2 separate regions of the Sus scrofa genome follow, and region 2 is linked to region 1. Evidence: chromatin contacts called from public Hi-C data. All regions are on one chromosome and are shown on one strand. The core of a region is the stretch at or near the end of the contact, and the rest is flanking DNA. Distances in the headings are between cores, read along the strand shown.

Region 1 (5,876 bases), core at 1,749-4,248:
GCAGCCCGGCCCCACTGCTGAAGGGTTGCAGCCTCCCCTCTGGGATCCCAGTCTTGCTGGGACCCTGAGACAGTGGGGGCTTTGCATTCCTTTGGGGCCCTGGTCTGTTGACTGGGGTGGGTAGGCTGGTACGGGGGCTTGGGATGGATGGGAGGTGAAGTGAAGGTTAGAGTTTACAGCCTGATTCTAGGATCTGGAGGAGGTTTGGGGTCAAAGAGAATATTTGGGCTTCTAAAACCAATGCCTGCAGCTTCCGCCAGGCTGGCGGGCAATGCTCTGGCGCCAGGCTAGGCCAGGAAGCATGAGAACTACACCTCCCAGCATGCAGTGCTGCTGGCCAGGGAGGGTGGGAAGGCCTGAGGTCAAGATCTGGGAAGCCCTTCTTCTCCTGCAGCTGCAGCAGCTGTGCACCGCCGAGACCAGTGGGCAGGGGCTCCTCCCGCCAGAGGAGGACAGGAATCCTCCCAGGGCTGCGAGCTGCTGCCTCCTCACAGGCTCCCCACCACGCTGCCCTCTCGGCCCCAGAGGTGGGCAAGTTTGCCCACAGCACAGCCACGGGCCCCCTCCTGCACCCTCAGCACCCAGACATCATTTGCCTGCTTGCTGGTGCATGTTTACACACGCAGAGGCACACGCCCACACTCATGCCTGGGCACGCACACACGCAGGCTCACACCACCCCCCTTCCTTCCAGATGGAGCCTGAAGCCCCACCAACCCTTGGTCTGAAGGACTCCCGCCCTCCTGCGCAGAGCCTATTGCCTTTGCCCCGCACGGCTGAGCTGGCGCTGCACTGGAAGTGGAAATTGGCACAGACTCCCTGCACTCCAGTGGCCTTCCCCGCCCTGCTCCGGGGAGTGCCCTGGACACTCTTCTCCAGGCACCCCCAGTCCCAGGGACAGCCACTGCCTCCTTTGGCCACTTTAGTCTGGTCAAGGCCATCCCTTGCATCCCTCCCCACCCTCAGCATGGCCCCCAGGGGCCGAAGGGAGGGGACCTTATGAGTTTGTTTTGTGACTATTGGGCCAACCCCATGACATTGCTCCTGGGAAATGGGCTTCTCAGAGGGCCCCAGGCCCCTGGAAGTGTACCTGCAAATTATGGTGAATTTGTTTTCTCTGATTTCTCAGCCGCATGGCTGCAGCCTGGACTTGTTTGTTTCTCTCTAGGAAAACCCTCATTGTACACATGGCCCCTAACTGGTCCCCAGTGCCATCCACGCATCCTCCCAGGCACTCAGTGTGAACCAAGCGAAGCTGCTTCTCTGCTGAGAACCCTTCAGAGGCTCCCTGTGGTCAGGAGAGAGGAAGCCCCACTCTCTCTGTTCCTACCCACTCAGCTCCAAGCCATTCTTTCCCACACACATCCCCTGCCCGGGAACCCCTGCCCTCTACGGCTGCCCACCCATGCACGCTGGTGGGAACAGCTCAAAGGTCATCTTCCCCCGGATCTGAGACCCGGAGAAACCTACGCCCAAGTGTGTCTGTGCAGGTGGTGCAGCTGCCCTGCGTAAGCGTGACTGCATACTCGTGTCTCTGGTGCACACCCCGCTGCATGCCTCCCCGCCCGTCTCTTCATTTCCCTCTCCAGATGTGCCCAGGGCAAAGCTATTACCCGAACGGATGGCCAGAATGAAAAATTAAATTTCCACTTATCCATCTCCTTCATGCATTCCCTCCAGACCAGCAGGGCTTGGAGCACAGGTATGGCTGTGTCCCCGGAGACTAGCCCGTGTGGGATGAAGGCTGCTGGGGTTGGTGGCTGCATGGAAATCACCCATAAGTACAGGAACAAATAGCTCTGAAAAGGCTCAGGCTGCTTGGCTGAGCCTTCCTGAGGGGGCTGGAGACCTTCCCTTGGGACAGCCAGCTAAGTTGCTCCTGGGCCCTATCAGTGATTCAGTCAGCATCACACGTCCCTGGCTTCTGCCTAACTGAGCTGTCAGCCACAGAGTCCCCTTATGCAGGCCCCTTCTCATCGCCCATGTGTGTACCTTTTGGTGACATCCCTGTCCCACTCTGTACTTTGAGGAGCAGGGGAGGATACGCTGTGTGCCTCTTCCAGCTGGAGCCCTGGGCAGCCCCAGCCCACCTGCCCGCAAGGCCACCTAAGCCTGAACACAGATCCCATGAAGGGCAGCCCTGGAGCAGTCACAGCCAAGGAGACGGCTCACCTCCACAGTTTCCCTGCCTGGGCCTGGGAAGCTGCCGCCTTTCCTCCCTCCCTGCTCCTAGACCTGGTGTGATGCCCTGATGACTTCCTGGACTCACGGTCATCCTGCGTCCTCCTGAATTTTGGGTGAAGGGAGGCCCTGACTTTCCTGTGCCAGCCCTGCCTCTGGGGTTGGGCAGCACCACTTGGTCCCATCAGCCTAGCAGGGCCTTGGCCGGTCTGCTCATGCTGGGGAGTAGGATCGATGGGAGGTCACTGCTCCCGAGTTTCTTGGCCTCAGCCCCTGATTTCCTAATCAGGAGTTTCCCCAGAGAGCCGGAGTGGTGGAGGGGGTGCAGAGGTGACACTGGTGGCCCACGGCTGGGTAAGGTGTCCTTACACAAGGAACCCATGCTGTGTGCCAGGCAGTGGATGATGCATTTGGCCTGATCCTAAGAGACCTGAGATAAGTATGATGGTGACAGTCCATATGACAGATCAAGAAGCAGAGGCTCAGAGAGGGGAAGGCCACTCAGCCAGGAAGAGCCAGCATGCGAACACGCTCAGGCCAGGGCTGTGCTATGCCTCACAGGACCTGCTGTCCTGAAGGGAGTCAGGTTCCCTTAGGACTATTCTTTACCCTTTGTGGCCTCGCTGCCCTGGGACCAGAGCTCAGGCACCTGGGAGGCTCTTACTGAGCTTTGCTCAAACTTCTTCCAGGGGCCAAGAAGGGTGTGACTCTGGCCTTCCCATCCTTGCCAACCTACTGGCACCCCCAAGCCCTAGCCTGGGGGAAGCGCCGTCTTGGCTTTCCCCAGGCTCTGCCTCTGACACTTCCTGTCCAGCTCAGCAGCAGCATGACATCACTTCCGGGCCTGGGAGGTTCTTTCTACCACTTTCTCACCCTGCAACCAGCTCAGGTACAGGGTTAAAGATACCCTGGGTGTGAAGCTGTGATGGTAATTTACCCCTCGACTGGCTTGTTTTGATCTTTCCATTAAGAATGGTAATGACGGAGTTAAGATAAATAATCAGAGAACAGAGGGCACTGACTGACGGACTGGTCTGTGCTAGGTGCTTGACCTACATAATGTAAATTCTGACAATAAGCCCTCAAGGCACATCATATTATCCCCATTTTACAGATGAGGGCTTGTCCTGCTGTTTGACCTGGACGCCCACGCTCCTTTTATATCCCACATGTCGTCTCCCCTAGGGCATCCCAGCTCCTGTGCTCCCTTTGCCCTGAGAGGGCAGGTGGCTGAATCGCCCTCCCACCTGCACTGACAGAGGAAAATGCAGGGAAAACAGCATTCCAGGCACAGAGCACACAAACCACCATGGCTTTGGGTTCCATCCTGGCTTTCCCTCCATATTCCTGCTTGAGGCAAGCTTCGCCTCCAGCCCACAGGGCTTTCCTGAACTGCAGGAGCAGAGCTGGGAGAAGACAAACTTCTCTTGCAAGCCCACCCCACCAAGCCAGCAAGCCAGCATCACACGGTGTGTTCTGGGTGTGCTCTGTGGGCAGACCCACGGGCAGCTCTAACCACACCCCGCCCCCAACAGCACTGTTGCAAACAGCACTTACTTCCGCCCTCCCGGAGCCTCCCTCCTGCCCCTCTCCGACCAGAGTCACCCTGTCTCATGCACAACCTTCACAGAGGAAAAAGCAAAGCAAAGCAAGACCAATGGCCAGAGCTCAAAGGAGAACCAGAGAAACAGGAAAAGGAGATGCAAACTTCCTCCAATGACACAACCCAAAGGTGGGGGATGCTGGCAGCGGAAGAAGAGGTGGCGGGAGAGGCAGGGAAGGACACAGCGTCCTACCTGTGATATTGACCTCCACCTGGCCCGAGCGGGTACCGATGGGGTTGGTGGCCTCACAGATGTAGGTTCCTGCCATGCTGTAGTTGATAGGTCCCCTGAAGAAGAGCGTTCTATTCTGGGCCTCCACACCCTTGGGAAGGGAGCCATTCAGCCTGTAGAGATGGGGAGACAAGGTAGAGGGTTATGACCCTCCAGCCCCAAGAAGCTGCCCCTGTGTCACCCACCTGACTCCAAGACCCCCTGCCCTTTGGCTGAGTCAATAGGCGGAGTCTGTCTTGGAAGGATTAAAAACAATAAAAACAACAATTATTGCTTGCATGTGGTGGTTTTATATTATTCAGTGTTGCACATTTGATGATTATAGCACTGAAACATAGACAGGACAGGTGGTACTGGTCCCACTTAACAGAGGAGAAATGAGGTTCAAGGCCAAGGAAACACAGCCAGTAAGTGTCACCTGGAGCTCTAGCCAGATCTTTGGGCTCTTGGCAGTATTCTTTTCACTACTCATGGTTCCTGGTAGTTGATCCTTGACTTCCTGGGTAGCTGGTTAATAATCAGGGGTCCTAACCCCAAATCTGTTGAAGCTGCACCACTGGAGTCACGGCCTAGAATTTTTCCCCCTCCCGCACCCACAGCATATGGAAGTTCCTGGGTCAGGGATCAAATCTGAGCCTCAGTAGCGACCTACATCATAGCTATGGCAATGCCCAATCCTTAACCCACTGTGCCCCGGCAGGAACTCCATGGCCCAGAATTTTAACAAGATAATAAGATGTGATCCACATTGAGGTATTGGGTTCCACTTCATTATCTTGCTTTCTTTCTGGTTCAAGTCAGAGGCTTTTTTTCATGTGGGGGAGTATTCTAGAAGTTTCCTGAACACGGGGGACCTTCTTCCTTCTTCCTGATCCTTGATGCCAATTATTCTGTTGGACCCAGCAGCCTCTTGGGTCCTGCCCACTCGCACCTTTGAAGCGCTCCTGGTTCCAGGAAGTGGGTGGTAACCAAGGGCTGAGCTGTGCCATGTCCTCTACTTCCTGGAAGCCATCTTCTGACCACCCATATTCACCCACTTCTTGGCTTCCCCACATCTCTGTCTTTCTGTGTGTTCTATCCAGCTCTTCTATGGGAAGACCCTTGGCTCAGGCCATCAGAGCTGGCTGGAGGGGGAAGCTGGATCCTTTGAGGTCCAGGCACAAAGACCATGAGGCCATGAATGGGATGATGGGCTTTGGGGCAGGTGCTCCACGAACACAGGCATGCTGGGCTGACTGCCGCCTTCTCCCTGAGAATCTGGGGGTGCTGGAGAGAAGGAATAGGAACAAAGAAAGATCTGGGGTGCTCCAGAAAGCCAGCTTCCCTGGGGACACCTTGATAAAAATAAATACTGGGGGCTGGGGTGGGAGTGATTCAGACTGAATCACCAAAGGAGAATGACAAAATTCTTTATTAGGGAGAAGAAGGGAGGCAGATCATGAGGGAAGCCCCCCAGCAGAATGGCCTGTCCCACTGACGCCGATGTCAAACACGGGGGCGACCCCTCCCCTTCTCACAGAGAAACCTGAGGCTAGACCCTTGTTTCCTCCCTGTGTAAGGCTCCTGGAGGTGGGGTGGGTGCCCCCTCCCTGCCAAGGACCAGCAAGTTTCCTTGCAAGGCGGCCAGAGTGGCCAGCCAGCCCGAGGCACTTACGTGGTCCAGTGGTACTCGGTGGCTGGGGGGTTGGCATCAGCTTTGCACGTCAGCTTCACATCCATTCGCTGCAGGTACCAGTTCCCATCAAACCCCTCGATGGTCACCTCAGGCTCATCTGTGGGGCAAAGGATGATGTTTGAAAAGGGTGAGGTCAGGAGAGCGGGACTTGGGTGAGGGAGTCTCAGACAAGGACAGTGACATGG
Region 2 (5,876 bases), core at 1,192-3,691, 55 kb after region 1:
CAGCAGCAGCAGCGGGCAATCAGGAGGGTGTCTGGGGGTGATGGTGAACGGGGTGTGGGAGGGCAACTTCTGGGCCTACCAGCCTGTGTCCAAGGGTCATCTGGGCACTACTATGTCCACCTGCCTCCCTTTACAGGGACACCGGGGCACAGGCACTTCACAGAGGAGCTCGGCTGGTTGGGGAACTTTGGCTGCCCTGCTGGCTGACGCTACCCAGCCATAACAATTACCATCAATCAAGGAGCGCTTATTAAGTGCCTGTCTGAGCTGTGGTTCCTTCTCTGTGTCCCATCCCCTCAATCTGGATTTTTGGGGAGGTAGTATCTACGCTTGAGCCAGGTGAGAGTGTCACCTCCCTGCCCCCAATCCTGGGTGGGATGGAATAGGGGCAGGTCTTCAGCTGCTCCAAAGAAGGAATTAACTACCATGCAAGGCACACAAAGCTGGAGAAGGGAATAACAAAAGGAGCCTGGAATGGGGGTGAGTCTGCTCCCCCTCCCCAAACCTTCCCGCTCTTTGTCCACCCAGGATTAGGTTAACCCCTGGTATGCCGGACCAACCAGGCCCCAGGGAAGCTGTCCTTTTGCTGGGTTCCGGGTGTGGGCAATATGGAATTGCGGGGTTCCAGAAGCCCAAACCCTGGTGGTCAGACAAGTAAGTGTCAGAGCCTGAGCTTCTAATATCTCCTGCTGGCCTTCCAGGAGGTCCAGTGTGAAATAAAAACCTCTCACTCTCACCAGAACCTCCTGCTGGGGAGGGACTTGGTCACGCCTCTTTGAAAGGAGCAGGGACACCTGGGTGCCCTGGAACTTACCCCCACCCCACCCCCCACACACCCAGCAGGGCAGCACTCCCAAGGGTGCAGGGCTGGGGGCACTACGGTGCCGGCTTTCACAAACCGCTTGCCGAGCCATCAGCCACTCGCCACTGGGAGACGTTTGCAGCGCCCTGGCGGTGAGCGGGCGGCAGACCTGGTGCAAAAGTGAATGAGGCCAGGTTTCTGCCTTCCAGGAGTGCACCCCGGCCCCACAGCTCGGCAGCCAGGCGGGCCCCTCAGATAACAAACTGCCCTGCAAGTCTTGGGCATCGCAGGCATCTCCTCCCTGTGGCTGCCAGCGCCGCCAGATTCTACATTCTTGCCCCACGCAGACCTGGTCTCTCTGGACTCCGACCCCTTATTTTGCCACCTAAGGCCAGGGCCACGTGCTCCAGGCAAGCCCCCACCCTACCCCGCCCCCCTCCAAGGCCCCTGCTAGCTAAGGCGGGAGGTTGTCTCAGGTTTCTTCCACCAAGGCTGGAGGAATGCCCCCTCCTCGCCCCCAGTTCCTGCCGGGACCTGCGCTGGTGTCGTTAGCTACCGTGGGAGCTGGGCAGGTTCCCCGGGGACACAAAGGGTTAAATCCAGGCAAGGGGACTCGGTCGGATTTGCCTCCTAAACGCATTTTCCAGTTCATTCCCCAGCACAATACGCCCGGGGCCGGTCCCAGCCTCCGCCCCCACCCCACCCGTCAGCGAGGCCACCGCGGGCCACCCCTGGGGTCGGGCGTCGGGTTAACCCCTTGGCCGCCAGCATCTCGAGGAAGGACACGAGGGGCACCCTCGGGAAAGTGGGTCATGCAGCCACCTGGCTGGCACGAAGCCCGCAGCGCCTCTCCCGGGGAGAGCCCACCAAACTGGGATTGGAGTTCCGAGGCTAAGCCCAGCCCCGCGCAAGGCGGGGAGGCTGCGATCCCGCGCGGCCCGGGCCTCACCCTCCGGGGAAGGAACCGCAGGTGAGCGAGAAGCCGCCTCTGCCGCAGGAGCCGGCTCTCCGCGCCGGTGGTGGGGCGACGCGGTGCGGGAGGGGGCTCAAGCGCCCGGAACAGCCTGGCAAATGGGCGGACTGGAGAAACGAAGCCCCCCTGCCATCCTCCAAGCCCAGAGCCCACCAGCGCCGAGACTGACGCCCTCCCCCTGGGGCTGTTGTCTCGTACCCCGAGACGGTGATTACGGTGATTATTTTGCATTTATGTAACATGCAGTGTTTCCAAACTGCTTCCCGAGCTGAGAGCTGGTTATTAAATAAATAGAACGCTATTACATATTATTATTTTTGTGTGAAAAACTGCGCGGAGAAAGTGCTTTCTTGCTATACAGAGACGTGCATCCGACTGCTTCCCTGCAGGGCTGGCTGTTCGGTTCCTCGACCTCTCTTTCTCCGCCGTGCCACCCGCACCCCCCTTACCTAAGCCGTGACCCAACTTTTCTGGCTCCTTTCACTCCCTACAACCCTGACGTGCCCGCCATCCAGCTCCCAGCCCCTGGGAGGCAGTGGATGGGAGGAAGGGGGGGGGGGGTGGAAAGCAGAGGCGGAACGCGCTTACCTGGGAGGAAGAAGGCGGTCAAACCTAAAGCGAGTCCCCACCAGCGTCCAGCGGCGCCCGCAAGCCCCATCCGAGCCATCGGGGTCCGGGGGTCCGGAGAGAGGAGCCGCGAGGAGAGCGCTCCTCGCTCTCCAGAAAGCAGCCCGGAAGACGAAGGCGATCCCTGCCGGCCGGCGGGTTCTCGGAGGATCCAGGTCAGCCTCAGCCGTCGGCCGGGGCGGGGTGGGCTGGGTGGGATCCGCGCGGCCGCAATCCGGGCCCCGGGCCGCCGCCGGCTCAGAGGCTCGGCAGATGCCCGCCGCAAGTTGCACGAGTCATGCCCCCTTCTCCTCCTCTGCTCTCCTCCCCGCGCCGGTCCCCGCCCTCTTCTTCCACGCAAAGCCGGCCTGGGGAGAGGGACCCACCCCCGGCGCGCCCGGCTGCCCCGCTGCGCGGCGCGGGCTCCCGGCCCCCGGCGCTCTCACACTCTCCCGCTCGGCTCCAACTTGCAGGCATCCATGGCCGGCCGTCCTCCGAGGGCGGCGGGACAAGCGAGGGCGGCGGGTCGAGTGGCGCGGTGAGCTCGGGGCCCAGGCGGAGGGGGCGATCTGGCGGTGCGGCTCCGCGGGAGAAGAGCAAGCCGGGGGTGCCGCGTCCCTGCCGCGCTGCTGCGGCTCGCTGTGCCGGATCCCGGCGATCCGCAACAATGTGGAGCTGCTCGGGCGCCGAGTAGAGCCTCGCTTGCTCCTCTCCCTCTCTTTCTCTCACTCGCCGAGCTCCAGCCTCTCAGCCGCTCTCCCCGTGATGTCAGCCCGAGCGGGAGGGGTTGGCGTTAACCCCCTCCTGGCTCCCACGCGCGGCCCGCGCTTGGCCCCGGCCTCCGCCTCACCGCGCACACCTTCCGGCCCGAGACGGAGGCGGGTCCCCAGCGAGGGCCGTGGGGTCGCGTTCAGGCCCAATGGCTCGGGAGATGCCCCTTCGGTCGCCTTTCCGCGGGGAAGAGGGCCGGAGGGCCAGCCGCCCTCCTCTGTCGCTGACAAAGGGAGGCAGTGACCCCTAGCGGCCAGCGTCGGGGGAGAAGCTGTTGGGTGGGGGTGGAGTTAGGGCCGGGTGGAGGCGGGGCGGGGAGGGGGCACTGTGGAGGAGGGGGCGTGCAGTATGGAGAATCCAGGACCCAGCAATGTCCGAGCCCAAAGGGCTTCTACAAGCCCTCTCCTCCGACCCTCGCCCCATTTTACAGATGAGGAAACAAAGGCGCAAAGACTGGTAAGGCGACTCGCCCAGGGGCTCGAGCAGAACGTGGCACGGTTTGGACTAGAAACGAGTAGCCTGAGCTCCCTCTCCTCTGCATCACGGAACGCTAAATGAAGAGGCAGCTATGCGAGGACTCTCCGGAAGCTGCCAGAAATGTCGGTGATGGGCATTAGTGGGTGAGATCGGGTCACTGAGGTTTCTGGTCTTTTCTAATTCACGCTCCCTTTGGGAGTTCCTTTTCCAAAACCGAAGCCCCGCCTCTCCCTAAATAGTGCAAGAAATTGAGCTCTGTCCCCTTTGCAGAACTTCTGTTTTGAGGGATTTGCAGGATTCCCGAGAAAGTGACCCATCCAGTCCGCGTGGGTAGCAAGGCAGGGACTCTCCACATCCGGGTGTGCTTGGCTTCCTGCCAAGGCGCCTGGGCCCTCTGGGCTCTTGGCAGCCCAAGCCTGCCCTCTGTTCCTTTCCTGTGGACCCTATCCTCTCCCCCAGGAGGAGGCAGACAGACAGACAGACAGACAGAGTTCCCACTATGGAGGAGAAAAATGTTCTCCCCAGACTCCTGACCAGACAATGCTCCCTTTGCCCATTGCTGCCCTTTGCCCAGCAGGCAGGAACGGAAGGGAAGTGGTGCGTTCCTGATAAAATGTAAACGCTAGTTCCTGGGAGTAGGAACAGCAGGAGGATGGGCAAAGAAGGCACCCCTTGCCCACTCTTTGGGATCTGTTCGTGGAGTGTCTCTTGGTTTCCTGCTGAGGTCCGCAGACTAATTCAGTGCTCACTGAACACTCGCATTCATGTGCGCATCTTTTACGTTTAACAAATGCTTTTTTTGTACCAAAGACCATACCAAGCTTGGGGATACAGAGATGTCATCATTGCCCTAAGGGCACTCAGTCTGGTTGGGGGGGGGGCGTGTGTGGAGACAGACAGAAGCAGATGTTATAAACAGGCATTTAATGTGCGTGGTGTGTTCCAGAGATGCACACACAGCATTTGATGGGTCTCAGAGCAAATGCCCCGTTCAGCCTGGGGTGGGGTGAGGATCAGGGGAGGCTTCTAGGGGGAAGGGACACAGGGGCTGCGGGAGTCATTTATCAGACATGTGCTGGAGGGCAGAGGCATTGAGGAGGCTGGATTCAAGGTAGCTGTAGCCTGAGCCTAAGACTTGGGGAAAGGTGAGCCCTACAGTGAATGAAATGCCATGAGCCACCAGGAAGGTTTTATGCTGGAATGCCTTATCAGTGTGGCTTGTGGTCGTCCAGTCTGCCCCTAAAGACTTTAAGGATCAGAGCTGGATTGAGTTCACGGCAGTGGTCTCAGACGCTGCCTTTGAATACTTGATTCATTTCCCACTGGGCTGTTGTCTCCTCCAGTGCAGGCACGTTGTAGGAGCTGAATGGATGGGTGAGGGGGAGCAGTTCCCCCAAGGCCCACTGGTTCCCTGCTTCTGTTCTCCTACCTCTCCATCCTTGAGTAAGGCGTTTTTGACCTTCTGCTCTTCAATAGGCTTCCAAAGAGACTGTGTCTGGCGGTTGATATGGGGGCTGCCTCGGGATGGGTTGGGTGGAGAAGATGGAAGTGGGTAAATGAGAGCGTATGCTTGTTCCCTCATCTTTAAACAAGTCCCTGAAACATGCAAAGCACCACCATGAGTGCCAGGTGTGTGTGTGTGTGTGTGTGTGTGTGTGTGTGTGTGTGAGTGTGTTGTGGGTTGTAGTGGGCAGGAAACGGAGCCAGGAATGGGCAAATAGAACTAAGATAGAGCTTGCTTACTCAGATAGATGAGTCATTGAACAAACATATTTTTGAGCACCTACTATGCTATGTATCGAGCTAGAACCAAGACCCTACTCAAATAATTCTAAGATGGAAGTTGTTAGCTACCAAAGAGAGCCCTCAACTGCCTGCATCTAGCAGAGAGAGTGAGTGCTTCTCACAGTGGAGAGCCAGGAAGTCTTCTGGAAGAGGTGGCCCTGAAGGGTGGATCAGATTCAGACCAAGGGGAATGGAGGAGGGAATTTCAGCGGAGGGAACAGCTTGTACCAGGACATGGAGGTGGGAGCGGTCGGGGGCCCTTTGGGAACAACAGGCTCTCCAGTTGTTTTGCATTTTGAAGATGATAAGAAAAAGAGACTGAGAGGTGCAATCAGACTGTGAAAGATCTGGAATGTTTCTCGCAGTGGCAGGAAGAAGCACAGGACCAAGCATCAGGAGACTAAGTTCTGGTCCCTACTCTTAAGCTGGAAGGAAGCCCAGGAGTCATTCCTGCTTCTTCCT

What was found. Hi-C and Micro-C count contacts between places; a contact is called where the count stands out from the background.
Region 2: a contact with region 1 is called in a Hi-C map of liver, with 4 times the contacts expected there. The contact joins the promoter of NECTIN1 here to the enhancer-like site in region 1. A contact is called at or near these places in 1 of 5 promoter capture datasets (liver), 12 of 47 Hi-C or Micro-C datasets (blood, embryonic fibroblasts, epiblast stem cells and 3 more) and 1 of 2 datasets of contacts at active chromatin or transcription factors (skeletal muscle).

Annotation. Positions count from the first base shown.
Region 1 is chr9:46,832,748-46,838,623 of Sscrofa11.1, forward strand. NECTIN1 (poliovirus receptor-related 1 (herpesvirus entry mediator C)) reads right to left here. Exons shown (of 6, transcript NM_001001262.1): 4 at 5,671-5,788; 5 at 3,978-4,129. Among named protein-coding and RNA genes, the nearest start is that of NECTIN1, 55 kb to the right of the region's middle. Within about 2 kb of position 2,999, at least 3 of the 83 cell types and tissues checked have an H3K27ac peak or open chromatin away from gene starts, as enhancers often do. A contact at or near this core is called in fetal liver and liver, where this site is marked.
Region 2 is chr9:46,888,184-46,894,059 of Sscrofa11.1, forward strand. It overlaps NECTIN1 (poliovirus receptor-related 1 (herpesvirus entry mediator C)), which reads right to left and starts at 2,442. Exons shown (of 6, transcript NM_001001262.1): 1 at 2,364-2,442. The coding sequence starts at 2,442.